Linked DNA regions of Sus scrofa: region 2 is linked to region 1. The links are chromatin contacts, called in public Hi-C maps. All regions are on one chromosome and are shown on one strand. Each heading gives the region's core, a stretch centred on a gene start, on an enhancer-like site or on the middle of the called end of the contact. The rest is flanking DNA. Distances are from core to core; before and after follow the strand shown.

Region 1 (6,416 bases), core at 2,774-5,273:
TGTGGGAGAGAGGGCGGGGAGGCGGATGGTGAGACCCGAATACACTTTGAGCTTTGCATTTATTGAGGCGAGGGGGAGGCCGCCAGGACTTCTGATGGGTTGGGTGGGGGTGGGAAGCAGTGTGAGGAGCGGGGCTCAGGCGCGGTAGTGTGGCCATTTCTGGATGATTTCGTACAGCTGGTCACCTGGAGAAAGCGTTGGCTGCACATCCCGGTGTCCTTTGACCTCGTAGTTGGGCCTCAGGACTCCCAGAGCCACCCCACAAGCCAGCAGACTCTGGGCCGCCCTGATGGCACGGGCCGGGGGCACCCGATCTGGGGGAGGTAAGAGGCAGGAATTAGTCGGGGGCTCCCTCCAAGGGCAGAGGGGGCGTGGGGTGCACCGAGCTGGCCCCCTGCCAAACAGTGACTTCATCTCTCTTTGCCTCAGTTTCCTCATCTCTGAAAGGGGAGAGTGATGGCACCTGCCCAGAGGGCTGTGGGATGATCAGATGAGTTACTTTATGTACAGACCAAGCCCTCAGCAAGTGCCGGCTGCCAGGATCATTGCCTATTCGCTCTCCTCTGCCCCCCCAGACCTCCCCGTCCGACCCACAGCCGTAGTTGCCATTTATCAAGCACTTCTTAGGTGTCATGGACTGGCCCAAGAACGCTTCTAGAGATGAACTCATCTTCCCTGAAACTGGTTGAAAATGGTCTTTATCCAAGGGTGGAAACAAGCCTCTGAGAAGCAGAGTCACTTGCCTTAGGCCTCCGAGTTTGCAGGGGGCCGAGTCTTTCGGTGACTGCACACCGTGCCGCGCTTTCCCCCAGGCACCGAGTCAGCCCCTCAGCTGATGACTGGACAGTCACTTACTCATGTAGTTGCCCATGAAGGAGATGCCCAGAGACAGGGGGTTCCATGTGGGACCTGAGTGGGCGCCCACGGTGTTCCAGCCCCGGCCTTCATACACAAGCCCGTCTTCTCCGATCAGGAAGCTGTATGGGTGGGAGGGTGGGCTGGATGAGTGACCGAGGCCTTCCTGGAGGAGGACTCCCTCCCCCCCAGTCTTCCACAGTCATAACAATGAACGTGGCCCTTGCCATTGGTCAAGCACAGCTCTGCATTCACCTCTTTTCATCCTCACAGCAAGCCCGGGAGCCACCGCTGCCCCCATTCTGTAGATAATCAGAGAGGTGGCAACACCTGCCTGAGGTCACAGTGGTCAGGGGCAGAGCCAGGATTTTCGCATAGATTTCCCCTGTGACCCCCACCCATATGGTCTGATTCCTTGCCCTCTCCTGCCGCCCTAGAGCTCTCGATTTGCTGAATCCTGTGCAGTCCCCGAGACAGGCACTGTTGTCATCCCCACTTGAAGCTGAGGAAGCAGAGGCCTAGAGGTTATTTATCCAAGGTCATGTTCTGGAGGTTAATGTTTCCCAGAACTCTCCACTGAGAAGCTCTTCTGCCCTTTCCCCGGCCTGCTTCCTGCTTCTTCTTCCCTGCTGGGGTCCACTTGAGTGACAGGATCAAGGTTGGCACTGCAACCAGACTCAGACCATGGAGCCCCAGCATCTGCCTCTTGAGATTTCCAGTTCTGTCAGCAGATCCTTCAGACTCACTCATTCGACATGTCTTGATGGAGCGAGTTTGATTTCCAACATTGGAATTAACTAGATCGGCATTTTGGAGATGTGTCATTTGCCACCACAGACCCCTGGCTCACAGGGTCACCGATGATGCATAGAATGTGCTAACTTCTAATATTGGGTCCTGAATCAACCACTGGGAGGCAGATCCTGGACTAAAGAGACCAGAAATACCATAGTGATACTGGCCCCAGGTGGTAACGGCCCTGTCACAGCCGCAGCACCTGACACAAACAGTTGATACTCTCTATGTTTGCTCAATGGGAGTTCCTGTCGTGGCTGGGGGAAATGGATCTGACTAGTATCCATGAGGACACAAGTTCAGTTCCTGGCCTCAGTCAGTGGGTTAGGGATCCGGTGTTGGCATGAGCTGTGGTGTAGGTCACAGATGCTACTTGGATCTGGTGTTGTTGTGGCTGTGCTGTAGGCCAGCGGCTACAGCTTCGGTTTGACCCCTCACCTGGGAAACTCCATATGCTGCATGTGCAGCCCTAAAAAGGCAAAAAAAAAAATATATATATATATATATATTTGCTCAGTGGCTGCGTCTCAAGCCTCAAATCCCACCACCAGGTGGGTGTGGTCAGGAGCCCCATTTTACAGGGGAAAAAACTGAAGCTCTGAACAAGATGCAACATGGAAGGGCCATTCAAAACACTCGAATCCTAAAATCTAAGAAACAGACTCCAATCTGCTTTCCTAGAAAGTGATTTAGATCCAGAGGCTGCTTCATTCCTTCAGGGAAACACTTAGAATTGGAGCGCCTGACCTTAGAAACAAAACTTTGAAGTTGGAGCCTTTGAATTATAAAAATCTTGAGCCAGAAGAGCTAGGGATACCTTTGAAGGCTTCTAGAGTTCTCTGAGTGAGGTCCTCAGATTTCCCGGCCTCCCCCAGCCTTACTGAAGCAGTCTCGAAGGATGTGGCCTGGGAACATACATTTCCAGTGAGGTGATTCTGGTGCTTATCGGGGCCTGAGAACCCTAGAGTCCAAATCTCTTTCGCTGCAGAAACCCTTGTGCAGGACCCTAGCCTATTACCTTGGACGAGAGCTGGTGGGCGTGGCCCAGAAGCAGATCTAACCAATCGCCGCCCCTGTTTCTGCTCTCCGGTCCACCCCGCGCCGCCACCCGCTACAGTCTGTTCTCCACACGGCCGCCAGAGGGAGCTCCTCACCCAAGCAGGCTCACATCGTCCCATCGCTCCGGTGTTAGAATCGAAGTCCTCCCCCTGGGCCTCAAGCCCCTGTGCGATCTGGCCCCTGCCAACTCCTTCCTCCTCATTTCATGTCATTCTTCCCAGCTATCTCCAGCCCCGTGACCTCTGTCCCACAGGCAGGACCCACTCACTCAGCCTCCTAGCCTTTACCTATGCTTTACCACAGCTTACTACACTCCGTCTTCAGCTCCCATAGACCGGAGCCGTGTCCATCACCCTGTTCCTTTTCTCCATCGCTTCTATCACCATCGGAATGCATCTTGCTGACCTTGCTCCCTGCTGGTCTTTAACTCCCTTTGGGCTGGATTCGCCCTGTTCATGTGTCCACATCCAGCATCTGCGCCCAGCCTGGCATATAGTAGTAGGTGCCAGTAGTCCATAAGTTTGGGGACTCCCATTCCAAGCCAGGCGGTGTCCTGAGCGTTTTGCACGTTATCTGCTGGCTTAGTGATGGAGTAGGCCACGATCCCATTGACTTTTAGAGGAGGAAGATGAAACTGAAGCTGAGAGAGGGTGACCGCCTGCCCCAGCGCTCAGCCAGCAGCCAGAAGAGCTGGGACTGGAGCCCCGCCCCGTGCTTCACCAGGCCCTGGGACTCTAGTGCACAGGACACCTTCCTGGTGTTGGCAAAGTCTGACCCTACCTCCGGGGGGCAGAGCTCGGACTTCAGCACTTCCCCTCCTCCTAAGCATCTTCGCGCTGCCTGCACGCACCCAGCTCTAAGCCGCGACCCTGGGGGAAAACGAGGATGCTGCGCGTTGAGTAAGGCGCCAGGGGGTGTCGGCCTGGAGGTTCTAGAGCCCCATCACCCGGTCTCCCGGCCCCGCGCGCACCCGCCCCCCGCAGTCGTGGATCCAGCGTTTGCCCCAGCTCTGCACTCACTTGTAGCCCACGTCGCACCAGTGCAGCGTCCGCACGTGGTAGTGCTGCACGTTCTGGACCTGACGCCGGCATGAGGCCGGGTTATCGCAGGTGCTGCCCGCCGTGTGCGATACCACCACGTAGCGCACTGGCCGTCTCAGGTTCGCAGAGCACTCGGACGCCAGGGCCCCCCACTCTCTGCGGGACACAATGGGGATGCAGTTTGCCGGACCTCCCCCAGCAGCCCCGAGGAGGGCGAAGAGGGCGAGGAGGGCCCAGGAGAGCAGCGCGCAGCTGCGGGCCATGGCGGGCAGGGCGCACAGGCGCCTGGCAGCTCGAGGCTGGCCCTGTGCCTTTATCTGCGGGGTTGGTGGGGGAAGGGCTTGCATCACACCCCCAGGGACTTCCCGGTGGGACCCCAGATCGCTTCCTTTTCTGGTCCCGGCCGCAACAGAGTGAGGTGTGGTCAAGTCCGGGAGAGGAGAGGCGGGGTCCTGACCCCGCGGAGGTGGGGGTGGGCACTCTGCCCAGTGGTTTTTGGAAGAGCCAGGGTCTGGATCTCTGCCCTGCCCTCTCAGTGGAGCATTGGACGGCTCACCAGGAACTTAAAAAGGGAAGGAGAGGGGCCCCTGGCCTTCTCCCTTCTTCTTGCCAGGACTGAAGAAACAAAGGCTCCCATTTTAAAAAACACTTAGCCCAGGCCTAAGCCCAATGTTACTTAACCCTCACAACAAACTGAACTGAGTATTGGGAAGCCCATTTCACAGTTGAGTAAACTGAGGCGGGAAGAGGACTAGTCATGTTGCTGACCCGTGGGAGGTAGTGGAGCCTGATTCAGAGCCCAAATTCAGAGCCAGGTTGCCTGCATTTAAATTTTGGGGCGTTCCCGTCGTGGCGCAGTGGTTAACGAATCCGACTAGGAACCATGAGGTTGCGGGTTCGGTCCCTGCCCTTGCTCAGTGGGTTAACGATCCGGCGTTGCCGTGAGCTGTGGTGTAGGTTGCAGACGCGGTTCGGATCCCGCGTTGCTGTGGCTCTGGCGTAGGTCAGTGGCTACAGCTCCGATTCGACCCCTAGCCTGGGAACCTCCATATGCAGTGGGAGCGGCCCAAAGAAATAGCAAAAAAAAAAAGACAACAAAAAAAAAATTTTGGTGACGTTCCAGTGTGTGATCTTAGGCAATTGACTTAACCTTTCTGTGCCTCAGTTTTCCCCATATGCAAAGTGGGCTGATAATATAAAGCACCTAACTCATAAGTTGATTCCTTAGAAGATGTCTGATTCATTCATAGCTCCACATAAGCACCACTGGGACATATGGAAGTTCCTGGGGGCAGGGATTGAATCCAAACTAGCAGGGGCAATGCTGGATCCTTTAACCCATTGCACTACTAGCAGGGGCAATGCTGGATCCTTTAACCCATTGCACTGGCCAGGGATTGAACCCACATCTTCCCAGCAACCTGAGCCACTGCAGACAGTCGAGTTCTGAACCCACTGCACCACAACAGGAACTCCTGGGACTTTAATTGGCAATTTTATGACCACTCAGGAGATTGAGTATTTTTCTATTTGCTGCGCATTCGGATTTGCCTCTTGTCAATCGCGCATTAATCTCCATTGCCCACTAAAAAAGTGGGTTGTTTGCCTTTTTGTTATCAATTTGCAAAGGGAAGAAAATAATCCCATTCCTGGGATTGTTGAGTTGTTGGATATGCATTTTTTGTGTCTCAATTCATTTCAAAAGCATTAAAAAATAAGATACCTATAGAAAAGAAAACTTTCATAGTTAATACGGTTAATAGTATTTTAGAGTAATAGAAGTAATAGTGGAGATCTCTATTAATTTGCACACTATGAATACACAATGTAGCAAGCATGCAGGTGAGGTAAAAGCTACGTTTTAGATATTAATAGATATTGCCAAATACCATTCCAAGAAAGTTTTAGTATTTATTTTCCCCAGCCATGTGGTCAGTCCAAGGAGGTATCTTGTTTTATTTGCATTTCTTCAACGTCAGTGAGGTGATTACCTTTTTTATGTATTAATGGATGTTGTGTCCATCTTCTGGGAATTGCCTGGTTTTCTCTTTAATCATTTCCCTGTTGGGTTGTTTTATATGGGGAGATTAACCCTTTGTCAGACAAACGTGGGGCAAACCTTTTCCTCTAGCCTATTAAAACTATTTTTGGGGGGGGTCACACCTGCAGCAGTAGAAGTTCCCGGGCCAGGGATCAATCCCAAGCCACAGCAGTGACCTGTCACAGCAGTGACAACACTGGATCCTTAACCACTAGGCCACCAGGGAACTCTCTATGAAAACATTTTTAGGAGTTCCCGTCGTGGCGCAGTGGTTAACGAATCCGACTAGGAACCATGAGGTTGCGGGTTTGATCCCTGCCCTTGCTCAGTGGGTTAACGATCCGGCGTTGCTGTGAGCTGTGGTGTAGGTTGCAGACGCGGCTCGGATCCCGCGTTGCTGTGGCTCTGGCGTAGGCCGGTGGCTACAGCTCCGATTCAACCCCTGGCCTGGGAACCTCCATATGCCGCGGGATCGGCCCAAGAAATAGCAACAACAACAACAAAAGACAAAAAGACAAAAAAAAAAAAAAAAAAAAAAAAATTTTTAAAAAATAGTTTCTTTGGGAGTTACCATTGTGGTGCAGTGGAAACGAATCCAACTAGGAACCATGAGGTTGTGGGTTCAA
Region 2 (6,416 bases), core at 1,359-3,858, 69 kb after region 1:
GAGTCAGGCTCCTGACCACTGGACATAAGCAGTGGCCAGAATTTCTCAGCCTATTACTTGCCCTTAGCTCAGTGTCTTGCTTCTGTTTTATTGTGAAAGGAGTGTTGGTGTGACTTCCTAAATGAGTTCACTCGAGTTTTTCCACTTGTGGGGTGCAGACCCAAGTGTCGTGCCTCCACTGCCTGCCCCGAGCACCTGGCTGGCCTCAGCTGTCCCTGTGCCTCTGGCAGGCACAGCCCCTGCCTGGGCTATGTCCTGTCACCTCTGCACTGGAAATAATCATGGAATTCCTGCTGTGGCTCAACGGGCTAAGAACCCGCCTGGTGTCTGTGAGGGTGCGAGTTTGATCCGGTGGTGCTGTGGCTGTGGTGTAGGCCGGCAGCTGCAGCTCCGATTCGACCCCTAGCCTGGGAACCTTCATGTGCTGGCGGGTGTGCCCTGCCCCCCGAAAGAAAATAATCATAATGGCCCGCCACATGTTGTCATGTCACCCAGAGGTCAGGAGCACTTGGTGAGGGACCTGGTTTTTGCTGCTGGTCTCTAGTCCCTCACCTCAGTTCTAAACCCAACTGTTTGAAAAAACAGTCTGGTAAGTTCAGTCAACTCGTTTGGTGATGAAAGCTGACCTGGACTTAAAATAGGAGGCTGTCAATGGTCTTGAATGCTCCCAGGTGGTGCAATTGGAGGTTTTGCTGCAGAAACAGAAGGGTGTGTAGTCTCCAGGTGCCACCTGGTCCACTGGGGGCGTCACATAACATACAGCCCTGGCACCGTGTCACCTTTCTGAAATCCGGGCAGTTCCCAGTTCCCCAGTACACGCAGCCCCCATGGCTTCACATGGGGATGTTGAGCCTGTGTTAGCGTTTTGTCGGTTGGAGCACTGTAGTTACTGCCCATTAGTACTCCCAGCTGAAAAGGCTCCTTTTTGAAAACAGCTTTTAATTTTGAGAGTGCCATAGCTTCACTCGGAGTTATAAGAAGTAATATAGAGGTCCCATTCTCCCAGTTTCCCCACTGACATAACTGGCATCATTACGAAAATACCATAGTCAGATACTGACACGGACATGGCCTAGATCCCACTTTGTTGGGTTTTTTGTTTTTTGTTTTTTTTTTTGGTTTTTTTGTCTTTTCTAGGGCCGCTCCTGCAGCATATGGAGGTTCCCAGGCTAGGGGTCTAATCAGAGCTATAGCCGCCGGCCTACGCCACAGCCATAGCAACGTCAGATCCGAGCCACATCTGCGACCTACACCACAGCTCACGGCAATGCCGGATCCTTCACCCACTGAGCAAGGCCAGGGATCGAACCTGCAACCTCATGGTTTCTAGTTGGATTCATCTCTGCTACGCCACGACAGGAACTCCGGGGCCCGATGTTAAGTTGTCACATTACCCCCCCCACCCCAGGATTGCTGGCACCCTCCTTGCTTTCTAGATGCTGAGGGAGGCCAGAGAGGTGGGGCTGCCTGCACTCTGACCATGACCAGCGTCTCCCTGAAGGGGTGCAGGGCGCTGTGGGGACGATGGCCGAGAGTAGGGAGGTGAGCACGTCCCAGCGTGCATGGCGGGAGTCACAATCTTATGCAGGGAGAGAACCAAACGCTGGCTTCTTAGATCAGTGTCTTTGCCTCTCTGGGCCTCAGTTTCCTTATCTGTCCAGTGGAGATTGTGATCACACCACGTAGCGCTGCTCTGACGATCAAGTGAGCAGGGCAGTTGCTTACACCCTCAGACGCATAGTAAGCACTGCACTGGGTACGCTTGCCGCTGCTGTTACTGCCCCAGCTCCTTTAGTCCCGGCAGCGTAGTGTTGTCTGAGAACCCGGCAGGGGCTCAGAGGAGATGCTTGGGGTGGCGGGGTCGTCCTTGTCCAGTCAGGACGTTTGTTGACATCTGGGACTCAGCCTCAGCTCCCGCCTCCCAGCCACCTTCCAGTGGGGAGGCAGGTTCCTGCAGTACTCGGCCTGCTGGGGAGCCCCGAGGGGGTACCTGACGCAGCCTGGCGGATGGGGGCAGTGGTTGCACATGAGGGAGCTGAGAGCCGGAAGAGGAGCAGGAGCTAGAAAGGAGCTGGAGGTGGAAGTGTGCTCTGGGCCAAGCCTGTACGAGGCCTGGAGGTGAGCGGGAGCTGGCCCCTTTGGGGACTTGTGAGTTTGGTCTGGCTGGTAGTGCTGAGCAAACAGAGGGTGGCTTGGACTTTATCCTGGGGTGTGGACTATAACCTCTCCTCGTTGGGAAGGACTCCAGGGAATGCCTGGTGCTGCTTTTCTCCTAAGCCTGGCACGGTGCCCCCACCCCAGGTGGAGCTGCCTGGCAGGGTGCCCTAGCCTGAGCCTGCCCAGACCCAGCTCCCTGCCACCCCACCTGGCCTGCATACCCATTCTGGGGGGTGGGGGAGCCCCATTGACCCTCGGGGATCAGCAAGTGCCTTTGTCCGGGCTTCTGACCCTTTCTGGTGGTCTCTTTCCACCAGGGACATGGCAGCCCTGGCAGCCCTTCCTGCCCGCTGTGGGGAGCAGGAGCTGAGGGGGCCCACACCTAGGGAGGCCAGCAGGATGGGCAGGTCAGCCAGGGTCCACTCCTAATCGCACTGACAGTAGCTAAAGGGCGTCTCGGAGTGAACTCACTTGCCCAAGGTCACACAGCAAGTGAGGGGCAGAGCCGGGCTCTGCGTGCAGGCCTGCCTGCTTCTGAGCTTGGAGGAGTAGAGTTTGTAGGAAGCAACGTAGAAGGGAGGGACAGCGCCGGCTCCTTTTACTGAGAACTAAGCGTGTCCTGAGGTCTGGGGCTCAGTGCGTGTGATCTCATTTAATCCGCACAGCAGCCTATGAATGGCGGCCGAGGAGGGCAGCATGTGAGCATGTGGAGTTGACTCTTGCCCGGCCCCGCTGCGTGCACTCACTCAGTCCTCTCAGCTGCCCGCTGAGGGGGACGGGGTCGCAGGCAAACTCATTGCCCAGGTCACGCTCCTGATGATTGCAGAGCTGAGATTGGAACCCACGAGTCCTGGATCTGTGACCCAGTCTCTACCTTCCTTCAGAAGAGAAAACTCAGGGGCTCATTTGCCCTGGGTCCCTCCCCACCTCCCGCAAAGCCCAAAGTTGAATGAGGGCCTTGCCACCACTGGGTGCCGGCTGCTGCTCGCCCACCCAGGCTGCCCGCCAGGCCCTGTGTTCATTACTTAGCCTCCCAACAGCCCTGGCAGGTGGAGCCTGTCGTGTCTGCATTTTGTGGATGAGAAAACTGAGGATCATGGAGTCCAGGTTCCCCGGCAAGTCATTGCCTCTTCAGATGAGTCTGGGCTGTTAACAGAGACTTTGGATCAGCCCCTGCTTTCCTCTCAATCCCACCCACCTTGGAAATAACATCATGAACTGTGCCTCGGCCCACCCTGGTTCCAGCGAGGAAGCTGGAGCTGGACGCGTGCCTCCAGTGGCCAGTTGATGGTGGTCAGAGCTGAGATTTATTATGAGTGTCTGTGTGGGTTAACATGTTTACCTTCTCAGCAGCCCTGTGTTGGCAGCTCCGTCAGGCCCACTTTGGGGGTGCAGAAACCGAGGCCTAGAGGCTGAGCCCAAGCTTGTATCCCTGGTACCCGGTGGCCCAGCCACTCTGCTCCACGTTGGTGGAGCCTGGGGCCAGGCAGGCCAAAGATGGCCATGGCGTCTGTCTCCTTGAGGCTCCTTTGCCCGACCTCGGCCTGGGCGTTGATACCTGTTCCCTTCCTTCCCCTCTCACCCACCCACACACCCAGGTGGTGAAGGTGAAGCCCCACGACAAGGACGCCAAGATGAAGTACCAGGAATGCAACAAGATCGTGAAGCAGAAAGCCTTCGAGCGGGCCATTGCAGGTGATGAGCACAAGCGCTCCGTCGTGGACTCACTCGACATCGAGAGCATGAGTGAGTAGGGTCTGGGTGCGCTCTCCGTGCCCTACCCAGAACATTGCACATCCTGGCCTGGACCTTCCATTCCCCTGCATGCTGGGGCCTGGGGGCCGTGGGGCTCACGCACCGTCTGTTGCTCCTCTGCCTGCGCACCTGGGGACTCCACAGTCCAGAGCTGGGGCTGCAGGCCCCCAGGTCCAGCGAGCTTCCCTGCTGTACTGCCCACCCTGCCACCCACAGCTGCACCCACCTGTTGTGGACCTTCCATGTCTGATTTGTCCTTAGGTCCCCTAGGCACTCAGATGAGTCATTCATTCCGCAGATGACTGTTGGGCACCTCCTGGGTGCCAGACGCTGGTGTAGGCCCTGGGGATGCAGCTGTGGACAGACCTGTCCCTGCCCTCGAGGGGCTGGTGTCCCGGTGGGGAGAGGATGGACTCGTCAGCTCACAGTGCTGAGCGCGGTCACGTCCTGGCAGGGAGGGGCCGCGGTAGACGGGGAGGGCACCGAGAGGGCCTGGGAGCTGACCTGAGCGGAAGGAGCGGCCATGAGAGGCCCCGGCCAGGGGAGGACGCTTCTCTCACTCCGTCCCCCTCTCAACCTGTGTGTCCAGAGCCGTGTCTGCCCCGTGCCTGGGAGCCCGGCCCCACTTCCCACCCTCCCAGTGGCCGTGGCCACTGACTCTGGTCCCCCCATTCACACACCAGCCATCGAGGATGAGTACAGCGGGCCCAAGCTGGAGGACGGCCGAGTGACAGCCACCTTCATGAAGGAGCTCATGCAGTGGTACAAGGACCAGAAGAAACTGCACCGGAAGTGCGCCTACCAGGTAACGCCCCGGCGGGGGCTGCCCAGCTGTGCCTGAAGCCCACCGCAGAGGGCCACTCCAGGACGGGGGTCCCGGTGGCCCGCGCTTGCTGAGCCCGGGGCGCGCCAGGCGCCATGCAAAGGAATCCTTTACTTCTAGCGTTTCCACTGGCTTATTTTTGAAGACCGCTTTCATCTCTCTGCCACATATGCTCGTGCATGTCATTTGCCTTTCCTGCTAGAGCCTTTAACACATTTTTCATGGTTATTTTCAAGTCTCTGTCTGGATATTCCACCATCTGGGTCATCTCGCGGTCTGCTTCCATTGTCGGCTTTTTGTGTCTTTAAATTTTTTATTGTATGCCAGACATTTTGTGTAAAAGAACAGTAGTTCTCTTGTGGCAGTGGGTTAAGGATCCGGCATCATCACTGCAGTGGCTCAGGTCACTTCCATGTGCCGTGGCCACGACCAAAAAAAACAGTAGCGACCAAGGCAAATAACGTTTTTCTGCACATCATGGCAGGACCTGGTTCTGTCGGGCTGCTAGTGGCAGGGCTGTGTCCCTCTCGTCGGCAGTCGAGGGGCAGCTCTTCTTGGCCTTTGTTCACGGCTGGCTTCAGATTTTTTTCAGAGTGAATCAGGACGCTCCTGTCAGCAGGGCTTGGGATCTCAGCCCTGCCAAAATCCTGGGCATGTCTTTGCGCTGTCAAGTCTCCAGCTTTTGAAACTGTAGGAAAACGCTACATTTTTTTTTTTTTTCCCCCTCTACAGACCTGCTGCCAGATTTTGGGGTGGCTGGTGAGTTTTCCGCTCTCTAGTCTCGCCCCCACTTTTGTGCCTCAGAAGGCCTCTCTCCACCACGCCGCCTCGTGCCCGCGTGGCCGTGGAGAGAATCGGTGGGCGAGGGCACAGGCCTGCATCAGGGGCTGCTTGGGGCTTTGTCATGCCAGCTGCCCCGAGGGAGACAGTCACAGTCCCTTTTTCCTGGGAACCCTCACTGTCCCCATTCGAGTAATTCAGACCTCTTTGCATCCTTGACTCAGATGTGTTTCAGAGTGTTTGTTTGTTAATTTGTTTTTGGTGTTTGGGTTTGTTTGTGGTTTTTTGTCCCTTTGGCTCTTTCTCCTCATGGGCCAGAGGGACTATCTTCGATAACTTTCCGTGTTCTGACCAGCAGTGGCCATCTACTTGACTTTAACACTTTGTTGTCCTAACGTTTTATGTAGAAACGTGTCAAATCTACAGAAAAGTCAAAAGAACAGTTCTGTAAACATCTGTACCCTCTTCACCTAGATTCACTAACTGTTCACATTTTGACGCCTTCTGTGTATACATGTATATGCGTGTGTGTCACGCACACCCTTTTTACTTTCGCCCAACCACTCGAGAATAAGTTGCATCATAACCTGAATCCCCTAAAAACAGGACATTCTCTTGCTTGACTGTAACTTAGTCATCCCACCGCAGAACTTTAGCTTGGATACAGTAATACCAGCTAAGGCGGACAGCCCCAGGCCGACCATAAGACCCGCAGACACTGTCAGATGCACATGACATTGTCAAGGTCATCTTCAATCACTGAGAACGGGCACTATCTGTGTTGCCAGGCGAATATTTTAATTTCCCCCAGTTATTTTTCAAAACATCATTTTAGCTGTTTTTTTATTTTTATTTTTATTTATTTATTTATTTTTAATTTTATTTTCCCACTGTACAGCAA

What was found. A called contact is a pair of places that touch in the nucleus more often than the background predicts.
Region 2: a contact with region 1 is called in a Hi-C map of liver, with 2.9 times the contacts expected there. The contact joins the enhancer-like site here to the promoter of PGLYRP1 in region 1. A contact is called at or near these places in 1 of 5 promoter capture datasets (fetal liver) and 13 of 47 Hi-C or Micro-C datasets (alveolar macrophages, blood, brain and 9 more).

The regions. Positions count from the first base shown.
Region 1 is chr6:52,318,481-52,324,896 of Sscrofa11.1, forward strand. It overlaps PGLYRP1 (peptidoglycan recognition protein 1), which reads right to left and starts at 4,024. Exons shown (of 3, transcript NM_001001260.1): 1 at 3,729-4,024; 2 at 856-977; 3 at 64-314. The coding sequence starts at 4,012. The coding sequence ends at 136.
Region 2 is chr6:52,388,968-52,395,383 of Sscrofa11.1, forward strand. LOC100513542 (serine/threonine-protein phosphatase 5) reads left to right here. Exons shown (of 13, transcript XM_003127234.6): 3 at 3,756-3,903; 4 at 4,596-4,717. Among named protein-coding and RNA genes, the nearest start is that of PNMA8A, 37 kb to the right of the region's middle. Within about 2 kb of position 2,609, at least 17 of the 83 cell types and tissues checked have an H3K27ac peak or open chromatin away from gene starts, as enhancers often do. A contact at or near this core is called in fetal liver, liver and omental adipose tissue, where this site is marked.